Regions from separate parts of the Mus musculus genome. Here region 1 is linked to region 2. A link is a contact called in public Hi-C data. All regions are on one chromosome and are shown on one strand. The core of a region is the stretch at or near the end of the contact, and the rest is flanking DNA. Distances in the headings are between cores, read along the strand shown. Region 1 overlaps Zcchc7 (zinc finger, CCHC domain containing 7). Region 2 overlaps Zcchc7 (zinc finger, CCHC domain containing 7).

What was found. Hi-C and Micro-C count contacts between places; a contact is called where the count stands out from the background.
Region 1: a Hi-C map of pre-B cells shows a contact between it and region 2, with 5 times the contacts expected there. The contact joins two enhancer-like sites. A contact is called at or near these places in 2 of 15 datasets of contacts at CTCF or cohesin (large pre-B cells and pro-B cells), 34 of 484 Hi-C or Micro-C datasets (3T3-L1-derived adipocytes, the 63-12 cell line, the AML12 cell line and 23 more), 11 of 115 datasets of contacts at active chromatin or transcription factors (the 230-238 cell line, CD8 T cells, the HPC-7 cell line and 5 more) and 3 of 9 other capture datasets (adipose tissue, liver and pancreatic islet).

The regions. Positions count from the first base shown.
Region 1 is chr4:44,901,118-44,908,032 of GRCm38.p6, reverse strand. The region is part of intron 5 of Zcchc7 (zinc finger, CCHC domain containing 7); the gene reads right to left. Among named protein-coding and RNA genes, the nearest start is that of Gm12678, 39 kb to the left of the region's middle. Within about 2 kb of position 2,297, at least 73 of the 459 cell types and tissues checked have an H3K27ac peak or open chromatin away from gene starts, as enhancers often do. A contact at or near this core is called in pre-B cells, where this site is marked.
Region 2 is chr4:44,775,929-44,782,449 of GRCm38.p6, reverse strand. The region is part of intron 2 of Zcchc7 (zinc finger, CCHC domain containing 7); the gene reads right to left. Among named protein-coding and RNA genes, the nearest start is that of Zcchc7, 23 kb to the right of the region's middle. Within about 2 kb of position 3,984, at least 5 of the 459 cell types and tissues checked have an H3K27ac peak or open chromatin away from gene starts, as enhancers often do. A contact at or near this core is called in pre-B cells, where this site is marked.

The DNA of each region.
Region 1 (6,915 bases), core at 1,048-3,547, 130 kb before region 2:
ATGAAAAAGAGAATAAAAAAGGAAAGCCAAGCCAAACCAAAGAAAGCAAAATCCCTAAAATCTATAGCCTTTCTCTTATACATCAAAATTTTACATGTTCATATTTATCGAGAAATAATCTAAAAACAAAACAATGAAACCTCAAAAAATCTGTTCAAGATGAACTTACTGAAATCAGAATAGATAACAAAAATCCTCAGCACCAGGAACAGACACCAGCAAGAGACCCTTTTCCTGAGTCACACACTGATCTCTCCCAGAGGAAACTGTCTCTAGCAGCACTGTTTCGCTCATCAGTTAACCATCCTTACAGAAGAAGAATGTTTTAACAGTAACTATGCACAGCAAAATCTCTACTGAAAATACCACATATGTAGTTAGAACAAAGATATATAACTCAGGTGAAAAAGCACACATTATATACTTTAGGCTTAACTAGCCTGTGCAATTTTCTATAGGAAAGCATGTAAATTAAAATGTCCAGTGGTCTTCCTCCCAGTTCTAGCGGCATATTCATCAAATATGTAGTATCTGGAAAACCCATTACTTAAGTCAATGATTTCTCTACTAGTAATGCTAACTGAAAGAAAAATACTTTTATAAAATTAAAAGTAGCTTTTTTGGTTCTCAGGTTAAGGATGACACACTCAAACATACTTACATACAAAACTTAATGTACGATATATCTTCAAGTACTCACTTCCTGCCTTCTGGCATAAAACTTTTGCTATGTACATATAATTTGAGTTCAATTACTATAGAGATAGCAAGCAGTTATTTATACATTAGTTATGGATAGTTCTTGATTACCACAGTATCCTCAGAATAATATGGTTGAAAAATCACAATCACTGAGTTGTCATAGACTGGCAGAATGCTACTCTACCATGTGACCTTTTCTGGTGTAGTAGCAATTTAGTAATAAAGAATTCCTTAGTTTTTGAACAATCATCTGATTGCCCTGTACAGGAAGATGATGACTGATATGGGAGTGGATGATATGAAACTTCTTCTCTTTTATTAGATAACAGTACTACAATTAAAAAAGACTTCAAAGCAGAGGTCATTGGAGAGCATACATGTTAATTCTAAATACAAAATGTAACCGCAATCATTAATCAAAATTTAAAATCCTATTTTTCCTACATGCTAAACTTTGGTGACTTCTTTTTAACACTCCTGAGTATTGTACACAGAGATATTTTAAAAATTCTCAGCAAGCAGAATGGCTAAGCATGGAAAATTTAGATAGAATAAACTTCTAAAGAAAGAAGCTAACTACTGCAAGTGAAAACTTGGTCTGATTAAAACATTTAGACTGAATGGGTAGTCAGCTGAAGTGAAAACACACACAGCATCATCATGCAGTCCTGGCCCACGGCTCCCACCTTCCTGGCATTTAGGTAGATGAACACCAGAACACACACAGCGCACTCGTACATCTGTTTCGGCAATGTGGTTCACTGCTTGCCAACTTTTGCCCAACTAGTTTTCCTGTCTATTGTACTTTGGATAATAAACATACATGAATAACTGAGTGTTATTATTCATAACATTCAAAGATGAATCAACATACTTTGCCATGCCAGATGAATTGAGAGTTTATATTGTGCATTTTGAACCATATTGAATTTTATCAGGTGCTAATTATTGTTTTATGAGAACAACGGCTTAGTGCATCTGTTGTTTAATTCCCACTTCCCTATTCTCAAATGCGTACATCAAAGAAAATAAAACACTCAATCTTAAACAGCCCCTGACAGCAGACCAAGACTCAAGTGCTCAACAGACAAGGCCCTTGCCACCAGTTCTCATATTTCCACAACAATGAACAAACACAAAACAAGGCTAAGCGGCCTTTCCTCCTCCTCAGCTCCCCTCGGCCAGTTGTCTGCCTTGTACTGAGGGAGCCTGGAACGCAGCCCTGCTGGGAGCACAGCACAGGAGAAAGGATTAGCCTTACTAACATGCGAGCATTTGCAAAAGGGAAGAAAAAAACCCCCAGTACTGTATTTGGTATATGAATAACCAAAATGTATGAGCTGACAAGAGACCAGGACAGGCCTGTGGCTCCCCGGGAGAAAATGTAGCTGTGATGAGTGACAGGGCTTTCAGGAAATATGTTCACAATCACAGACAGTGAAGGCCATGACCTAGATCGTTTAAGAGCTTGTCTTGTCAAATTATCAAAAGCTTCTTCCTCTCTGAATAAAGAGTGACATAAGTGAGTGTCAGGAAGCTGCAGGCTGACAAGCCAAGCATACAATAACAGAATGCACGTCACATACATGCTCACCACCGCCACTGCTAGCGGCAAATCTTAATGAGAGCGCGGCCAGCCCAGGAGACTTGGGTCCCTGCTGGCACAGCTACTCATCTCACAAAAATCCTTCAGCTCCAAGTCAGTTAGGCTCTGACACGACAACTACAATTACGAAACACAACTTTTTAACAGAATCCTCTGGTGCTTTGTCAAAGCCTCTGCTGTTAAGAGCTGGCCCCTTAAGTCACTGCAGCAAAACAAAAGATTTAATAAAACAAGCAATGCTTATCAATGCTGAATAACTTAAATTAAAAAAAATAAAGAGAATAATTTTGTTTAAAATCTGTTGACTGAGAAGTGATGGCAAGAAAAATAATCCCATCTCTGGAATGACTGTGAGTGTGAGTCTCCCCACACACTGATGCTGTTTTAAGCACCTTCCATTGCAAGGGACAGCCCTACACTGAAACCTGGTCAGCAGACTCTTCACAAAGACTCTCAAGTCATCCAACTGTCCAAACACTTGCCTAACCACCGTGTATGCATGGGGTTCTCCCGATATATTTATGTGAGCTGGAGTTTATCTTAGGAGGGAAGAAAATTAAGAGAATATTCTAACATTTACCTTAAACCAAAATTCTACATAAAGACAGCTCTAAGGTCTAACATTACAGAAATCTACAATTAAAATTCAAAATGTTTTAAGATTGTTTACTATATTTCTACTTTGCATAAAAATGGCTATTCTTGGTAAGGAGATAAATACATAAACACAAATAGGTTTAGACATATATTCAACACCTATAGTGTGGCAATGTATACAGAATCTATATATTTTTCAGCAATAAGTATGAAAATCCATTCACTGATCACTACCTCAAAGCTGCTTCCCAAATGAACTAGACTCCATAAAACTAACTTTTGATTTAAAGTCAAATTTTAGTCAGTGTTTATACTCAAAATTCTCTATAATCAGGAAAACTAACAAGCTATTTTTTTTTTTTGCAGAAAATATTCTCTTTTTTTGTATTCTCCTAAGTTAAGTGTAGTTATAAGGGCATAAAGTTTGTTAAATTATATTTCAGTTTTATTGGAAATGCAATTGTCCTACTTTACAGAAAAATATTTAAAATTGATCACAAAAGACCCTCAATATACTCACACACACTCAGTTCTCTTATGTAACATTTTCTTTAGAAAAAGAGTTTTTTAATAAGGAATCACAATGTCTGGAGATACTCTGATTCTAGATGACTGACATATGTTTGTTTATTTTACAAAGAGCTGCTAATTCTCTGACACTGCTTTTAGCTAAGGAAAATGAAACGTCAAACAATAGGAGAAAAAGAAGACAATGAGTCATGCGAGCACAACAGCTAACATTAGATATGCAGAACCAAAGAAAAGGCTGGGTTCAAATCCTGGCCCTGCTACTTACTGTCCTAGGCAAATTACATACTGCTGCGTCTCGGCTTTTGTATTTATGAAACAGGGCTCCCAGAACTCTCTCAATGTGCTGCTGTGATGGTTAGAGCTGAGAAGATTAATTCTTTAGAACAAAGCCTGCTAAATAGCAAGGCTCAACTGTTATTAGTCATGACTACAGTCACATGAGAGTGGCACTCTCTATACTCTATCAAAGCTCTATGGTCATGGACAAACGGACATCAATAAGGTAGCTGAGACTCCATCGGAGAGTGGTTGAGCTTGGTAGGAAAGCAAAGACTCCCAGAAACAAATGTAAAAGGAGAGAACAAACGACATTTCATTTAGATATTGCTGCTTGTGACTCCCTTCGTCATGGGAGTTGAGGAGAGACCAAAACCATTAGCACTTAAGTTATCCATTTAGTTTTACATTCAGATGAGATCTACTTAATGTTTTTAGTTGTTTACAATCATAGAAAAGGATACTGGATCAGATTGTATTTAGAGTTAACTTCTGACTACAAAATTTTTAAGCTATTTTGGCCACTGATGATCCACCCTATTCTCAAAGGGACTTGTTTACTCAAGCTCAGGTCAGTTCTTTTTCCTAGAATGTCTAAATAATAATGGGCACAGCGTTTTTTCCAGCATTTCCTTTTTAACAGTTACCAGAGATTTCCTTCCAGGAAACTCTCTCTTGAAGGAGAGAAATTTGGAAGGTAAATGGAATGTTATCCCTATGTAGCCCAGCCTGGACTTGAAGCCGTAATCCTGCTCTTAGCTTCCTGGATGCTGCAATTACATGTGCCAAGAACCTCCATTTCTGTTCTGTTCTTTTCTTTCTTTTTTTTAAAGGATTTATTTATTATTATATGTAAGTACACGGTAGCTATCTTCAGACACTCCAGAAGAGGGCGTCTGATCTCATTCAGATGGTAGTGAACCACCATGTGATTGCTGGGATTTGAACTCAGGACCTTCGGAAGTGCAGTCGGAGCTCTTAACCGCTGAACCATCTCTCCAGCTCCCCTTCTTTTCTTTTAATTAAACTTTTTTTACATTACATGCATTGTGCGCTGTTTATAGCTGGTGCCTGATGCCTTCTGTAGCTGCAGTTATAGACGTTTTTGAGCCACCATGTGGGTGCTGGGAATTGAATTTGGGTCTTGTGCCATGCAGTAACTCTCTTACCCACTGCCCCATCTCTCCATTGCCTCCATTTCTTTTAAAACAACCTTTTACATTGATTTTGTGTGTGTGCATCTCTAAGTGTTCATGCATGTGGAGGTCAAAGGACAACTTGCTGGAATTGGTTTTCCCTGCTATCATGTAGATTCTGGGGACTAAACTCAAGTAATAAGGCTTAGTGGCAAACACCCTTACTTGTTAAGCCATCATACTAGCCTAGAGGCTTCCTTTCTTATATACTAACCTTCCTATCCCTGAACAATAACAAAACTTTAGGTTGACAGTATTCTTTAATCCTGTCAGGAGCACTTTGATAATGCCCAATGAACAGTGAGTTTCTGAGTGCTGACACTGACAGACACTTATTTTATATTTACATATATAAAAATATAAGCAGCATCTCAAATGACCAACACCTAATGATGTAAGTTATTTCCCTTGGTAACTACATTAAGCTACTTCTAATCATGATCATGTTTTATCATTCAGTTTTAGTTATGTAAGTAACATGGAATTAATTCTTCTTTGGAATTACCTTTTCTTTTTCTCTCAAGATGCTCATAGTATCCAGGGTATATTAGATAAACTTTGGGTATAGAGTTGTGCTATTTGATGCTGTCACAATTGTAATTTAAAAGCTCATCTTAAAAAGAATCATGATATGAATTGGGGAGGTGCTCGGTGAGTCTGGATCCCCAGTACTCATGTGAAGAGCAGGGTGTGGTGGCCTTACACTCCTTCAAAGGCCAGTGTTGGGAAGTGGAGGCAAGTGGCTGCTTGCCAGCTGGCCAGTCTATCCAGACCAGGGAGCTCTAGCTTCAGTCAGAGACTCTGTCTCAAAAAATAAGGGGAAAGTGTTTGAAGAAGACACTTGACATCAATCTCTGGGGCCTACATATGTACGCATGTGTGCATGCACACAGACACATACCATTATTACAAGTACTGAACATTCATTTTAAATATAAAAAATCCAGGCAACCAAAAAAATAAGTTAAATATAGTTGTAACACTGGAGAACTACTGCAAATATTTAATAAAATATTTTTCTATACATAAACAATAAATGACTGAAAAGCAATTTGGTAAAAAAAACTGGTACAATTCCAATAAAAATGTGTAAATCTAAATATGAAGAAATGCATATACTGTAATCTTCAAAATTCTTGAAACATAAAGCAAAGAAGCACAGAATAAGTAGTAAGAAATATATTGTATTTTTGGGTTAGAACACTCACTATATTGAGTAATATCTGAAATAATAAGAAAATAAGGACCACAGTTAAAAATGGGAAGGAATCTAGACACATCACCAGGAACGACACAAGAATAAAAATGAGCACACGAAAGGATATTCAGCAGGGTTAGTCCCTGGCCAGACACAAATTAGAACCACAAAAACAGTGATACTATGCAGTTATTAGAATGGCTAAAAACCATCCAACAGTACTGAAACGTGGCTATTGACTATACTATTCACAAAGAATTTATAACATATAATACTTGTAAGTAATAGAATAGGGCATATTATGCCTTGAATATATAAATAAAACATAAATACAAGTCACTATAAAAAAGGAAATAAAGAACAACATATACAAATGCATCTATGAGTTCTGACCTAACTACAGTAACATCACCACATAGACTGGGTAAGTGGCTTACCACTGAGCCATGTCAGCAATCCTAACTGGGGTATTTTCCTAGGAAATATGTTCTCATTAAGCTGACCAGGCTGATCTTGAACTTGGTGATCCTTCTGCTTCAGCCTCCTGAGTAGCTGGGATTACAGGCTATGGTATCAAGTCTGGCTTAAACTGAAGTCTTTCAGAAATAATTATCCTTTTCTCTCTTTTTTAAAAAACTGAATTATGATAAAAAGTAGAGGGAAACTAATTACATTTCTCAGCCTGTCTCTATTCTTAGTGTGCAGAGGAAAATCAAGGCTAATAACCTGGTATGTAATCTTTTATCCTATTTAATAGGATAAAGTAATATATATAAATGAGCACATATACATATTACACAGAACTGAGT
Region 2 (6,521 bases), core at 2,735-5,234:
ACAGTAGCTTTAATACAAAACCTTTCAATGTCAAAATAAGAATACAAATCTTAAAATTTTTGACAAATTCTGCAACCTTCTTCTCCAAATTCTGAGGAGCCTTGTCTAAAGAAGAAGTGTCCTGTAAGAAATGACAGTCTACTGTGCCCTGTCCCCTGGCCATTTGTATGGCATTGTATCTCGCCCACATACCTCTAACCCTGAAGGAAAGTATCTTCCCTTTGCTGTACCTCTAGGTTTTTCTCCTGCAGATCCTGACTTCTACTACACTATAAGACCTGCAAAGTCAGGCTCTGTACTTGATTCATCTCTGTATTCACCAGGACATCCACAGTGTAACACAGTAGGCCCTGATTAGTCCTTGATTAAATGAATGGCTATGAATCTTAGTTTTGGTTATTATTTGTTGTCTTAGATTATTTGTCTTTGTTCTCAATCAATAAAAGATAACCAAAAAGTTTACAGGTTTCATAATTAAATCCTTAAATAATAAAAACAACAAATTAAATATATTTTGCTAGAATATGAAGAAACAATTACTTAGAGATACCAGACAAAAAACAAGTAAGTGGAGCTTTATAAATTTAAATGGAGCAAAACATCCCTTTTAGTTAAACTCCAATGTTAGACTCTAGAAATAAGTAAGCTCTAGTAAAAATTAGCTAACCAATACTGGTGATTTTCAACTCTAACTGTTGTTCAAGAGGCCAATTGGACTAGCTGAACCATTAACAATATCACAGTGTGTAAGTAGCTATCTTGTGCCTGGTATCTTTCAAACAATATACTAAAACTTTTAAATAAAACCTATCAAATATATACTTAGTTACAGACAAAAGCCACAAATATTTGGTCTTCATTAAAAAGCTATAAAAAAAAATCAGTTGTAAGTTCAATATACTAAAACATTGATGGTATCTTATAAGCTTAATAAAAGCACAGTATGAACTATAACGTTTAATCCTAATAGAACATCATGACTTTTATAAAGAAAAGTCATTTTTATTGCAGGAAACAAAAGCCCCAAGCATTAGAGACTGTATATAAAAGTTAGCCTTTGGATTTAAATACTAACCGTGTTTTTGTTCTATTCATCTACACAACTCTCATTTATCTTCTTAGATTTGTATTGTTCCTTTTGTCTTACTTAATTTATATAATAAAAAAATTACATCTCTATACCAATATTAAACATCTTAAAAGTAGTTTAGCAACATTTGGTAGCCTTCATCTGAGTAAATAGAAAAGGCGTTATCTAAAAGTCATTTTTATTTAGCAGAGCACTTGCCAATTACAATAAAATGCCTATTATTCCAAGAACTTCATTATAAATCAAACAATAATCTTTAATGGTCTTAAAGTAAAACAACTTACTTCAAGTTCTTAAACTTCCACTGAACTTTTTAAAAGTGGCCTGGCTTGAGGTTGTGTGACTAGCGCAATACATAACAGAAAGAGTGACAGGGCAAGTACTCCCCACGTGCTGCATCATCTGCTCACAACAGTCACTACTGCATGAGCTGCCCGCCCTAAAGGAGCAGAAGCCCTAAGGAAGTATCTTTACTACAGCTCAACCTTTCATAATCTATTCTTTCATTTTCTTAATTAACATCCAGAATTAATGAGTTTTCTAATGCAGTGTCATATATATTTAGTTGTGGTCGATACCCAACTTCTGACCCACCCCTGTGTTCCCTTCAGCCTCAAGTATTTCCCTTTCCATGTCCAGACCATATGCATTCTGCTACCCTCCCCCACACTCCTCTCTCAAGGTCTACTTCTCCTTTCTTGAGCACCTTTCCACCTTCCTGGCATCTACCCATGCTCACTCCCACACAGAAACATTACAAGCTAGTACCTCCAAGAGAGAACATGTGGGACTTAACATTCTGAGCCTGGATTGCCTCATTCAATATATTATTTTCCAGTTCCATCTACCTTTTACATTTCCTGTTGAATGCTAATACCTGGATCTGCTCTCTACCAAGTACTTAAAAGTTAAACATCAAATTAAAAAGGAAATAACAAAGGGTTGATCCATCTAAAAAGTATTCCATAGAACAATAAGAATATTAATTTCAAGTGAATTTTTATTAACTCAGAGGTGAATTTGATTTGCAACTTAGTATCTATTTGATTTCTTTCCACTTCCTTTAAAGTTAAATACAGAAACGGTAAGAGGAGAGGCTTGTCTTTTCCTATTGCCATGCCATTTCACTAATGATCCACCTCTGGCTCTCTACAGACCTTCAGAAAATGTTAGTGAGACTACACGCTTAATCTGAAAGAAGCTGCGTGCTTTCCCATGGGATGGATGACCAACCACAAGGGGAGGGAACTGATTCAATTCCTGTAGCGAGAAAATCTTCAGGTTACTTTATACAGCTACCATACACTCTTTTCTTATTTTTTTCAAAGCTTCCATCTGGAGAATCTAAGCATATTTCAATTACAATTAAAGAGAAAGGTAAGAAAAATAGTATATGTAGATTTTTGTAGAAATGCCTTTCCCAAAAAGTTAAATACACAAATCTTAAATTGTAAGGGCTAGCCAAAGTGGGGCAGCTATACCTCAGAAGCAGTATATTTCATAGCTATCTGAATCATAAAATCTTACATATTCAACGCTACAGTAATCTCAGTAACAAAAATGTTAGGCCCTATAGCAAAGGTCTTCAACAGAATCGTACAATCTAATACGATAGATCAAATAATCTGAGATTTAGAAACTCAACAATTCAGTTAAAGTAGAAATCACATTTACCTAAACTGCAATTATAACATAATATTTGAACTGTGTAACACATTCATCCATTAACAGTGAATGCATAGGAAAATGTGTATTCTACACTTCAAGTACAAAGCTCATATTCTATCTAAATACATTTATTTAATATATGTAAGATAGATATATATGTGTGTGTGTGTGTGTGTGTGTATATATATATACACACACACACACACACACACACACACACACACACATACACACACACACGAATTAGCAGACAACTTATCTTTTAATTTGGTTATATTTCTTGCTTTTAGATGAAATGACCATAACTAACTAATCCAACTTGTAAGAACAATTTTGACTAAAATTTTACTAAAATATTTCAACATGCTAAGTGAGGAATTATGTGAAGAAGCACTACTAAGAATTTTTACCTCACAGTTTTAAAAGCAATCATTAATGTAATAAGCAACTAAACCGTTGGGTATGTTTCTTTTCTCCTTTTTACTCATTTATAATGGCATAAAGAATCAACTCCGGATTCTTTCCTTCTAAATTAAGGTTTGCTTATATACCTGGCAATTATCTTGATTCTAGAATTCTTATGTTCTGCTTTAAAAGCTCAAATGTAGAAACTTACACTTTGGGGCTTCTTTGCATATATTTCTCCTGATAAATTACATATTCACAAAAATGAACATAATCTTAAGAAATATGCATACAAATATGAAGTAGACTTCCAAAACCATGAAATATTGATAAAGTTAGCCCTTTTTGAAAACTACAAAAATCAAAAAAGAAAACTTTAAACACTTATTTAACTTCCTCACTTTCTTGTCAGTTTTTAGTAATAGTCATTTCTTAATCAAGAGAAAAATCTCTGGAAAGTTAAGTGTTTATTAAAATTCTCGATGAACAGCAAAGCACTGCTGGAAGACTTCTCTAGTCCATCCATCCCTTTAAATAATCAAACAATAAAACAAATATTACAAGAACAAGGCTGACAAAAAATCATAATGAACCTCTCAGATGAGAAACTAATTGGTACTAAGTACACAATGGCTTACATTTAATCCTGTTAATAACCACACAAAAAAAGAAATAAAAGACTCACTTTTCAGTCATCTCTCTGGACCACTGGGCTAAAATAACAGCATGACTAAATCTGACATTGACCCCGTGGCCCTGCTAGGAGTTAAAAGAATTCCTTTGAGCCTTCTGAGGCCTGTTTTCAACTGCTCCAGAAGGGGTGGGCTAGTCACACACACTTGTTAGCCTTCTTTACAGTAACAGGTCAAATTAGAAATGGTCACATACACTGTAATATAAAGCAGCACTTACTTTACGGCTGCCCAGAAAAGAATGCTAGCGTAGTTATATATGGCTCATAAAGTATCTTGATGACTGAAATATGATTACAGTTATGAGAATTTGTCCAAATAACATTATTAAAAATAGAACTTTAAAAACCAAATTCAGAATAAACTCAAATTAACAAAAAAAAACACTAAACAATATTCAAGAACAAACATTAAACTATAAAAAAATTAATTTCACTTTTTTTTTCTAGATTAATCAAGTTTTTAGCAGCCAACTAAATGAAAATATGCTTTGTGAATTTTCACAAGCTTTCTCAACATGAATCTTCAAAGACATTTTAGAGCAAAGATACAAATTTACCTGAAAGCAGCTTTCTATTTCATCCTTTTCTGAAATACAATTTACCTCCCACCCCAACAAAGAAGCCAATGCAACACCAGCAATGGGATAATCAAGGATACAATCTGCTACTCTTCACAATGCTTCCTCCCAGTATTAATATTGCTAATTATGCATGTGTATCCTGAAAAATGCCAGGACTGTATTTCTATTTCAAAGTGTAATCACTAAAAACTTTAAAAGCCAACTGCTAGCATGTATCCTGTATCTTTTTCTCATATCTGCACCTGTTTTTTAAAAAAGGCTCCAATTTATATCAATATTTAAAATTAAAAGTTCAAAAATTTCTGAATACTAAAAAGTGATATCCTTACAACCTGAAGAAAGAAAGTTGTATTATGGCATACCTGAATTAGAAGCAGTTTCTAAAGCAAAATATAAAAATTAATTTTTGTGATTCCCCTTCTCTACTCTTATATAGACCTCTTATAATTTTAGATTTTCATATTAATAAGCTTTAATAAATACAATCACTTATTGGGCAGTAATACTAAGTTTCACGGTACTTCTTGTTAATGTTTTAAAACATATATTGCTTTAGAATAGAGGCCAGAGAAACATTATAGCACTTTTCACTATCAAGCCTTGTCAAGCATGTTCAACCCTTTTAGTATTTTAAAATGGAGTTTCAGCACTTTCGTCTCTTAAAACTCTCTATTGGTCTGTCAGCTGGAGTCACTTGAAGCAGACAATTCCTTGCCCCCTCCCCCAACTTTTATTCTGTGCTCATCTCCTACTTTCTCTCATATCACCAAATATCATTTTTCAAAAAATACCAACACCCAACTGGAACACAGAAACACATTAATGTGACTTATTTCGTAAACAGCTCCAATTTAAATTCTAACTCAGAACAGAAACTGAACAGAAAATTTCAAAGCTAATCAGTTTTCAAAACACTCATTAATTAATTAATTCTCTTCTCATTAGCTTACCGTCACAGCATTTTCTGGCCTAAAACAAAGCATACATGAAAGTATTTCCGTTACACCTTAATATTACTGTACAAGTTTAGCTACTCAGTTTTAAAAGAACATTCCACCCAGTGCCAAAGCAAAAAGAGAGAGAGAGAACAAAAAAGAAACGCCACAAAACAAGAATTGCAAATAAAGACTGGCAAAGGCACCAGGCAATCATGACCTTTAAAAACAAAGGTTGTGTGACAACTGCCTGGGAGGTTTCAGCAGCACTGAGCACTCCCCCAGCTTCTGTCCTTGGTCCATTTCCAGCCTAGCTCTGCAATACTGTGCTAGTATGCTCATAGACAGTCAGACCTACACTTGCCATGAAAATATATTTTCAAAGCTGTACACTTTTATAGTTATGTTACTTTCACATTATAGAACATGCCCTGATTTGGTGCACTATCTCAAATTGTTGTATTTTGCAATTATTAGATTGAAACATCAAAGGTCAAGTAAAATTTTTTTTAAAAATACCATTCAGAAGTCTGAATAATTTTATAAACTAATAAAGATTATAAATATATGATCAAAAAGTTCAAATGTATTTTATTTAGAACAGTCAACGACTAGTTAGATATCAGCATATATTTTCTTGTTTTGAAACTGTTTTTAAAAGAAATAGTTTCTTGAGAACTCATTTCATACAAATCAAAATATTAGTGTAAAATCAAAATATTGAGAATAAACCAAAAAAGCAAAATAACATAAAAATGATGTTTCTTGGTAATTATGAATTCTGTAATCTAAGACACTAAAATTATCAAAAATTTAAAAAGAACACCGTTATTAGATACAGGATGGCCATTCTCCAACTATTAGAGTACCCATATATAGAAAATTACTAAATATCCAATTACTATTATGTATTACATTAAAAATTCCAAAATGATAAGTTAACCCTGACTCCCTCCTTCCTTCTATTTACCAACAACAAGGTTTTTCAGCCTGTTAACAGAGAGGCGTCACAGCATTACAACCTTTAAATGGCCAAGGATTTTTTATTTATTTATTTTATGTTAGAGTAATACACAATACTGTATTATGTCATGTTCATAAAACAGAAACATATACTTTTAAAACCTTTGTATATGGGAAAACTATTT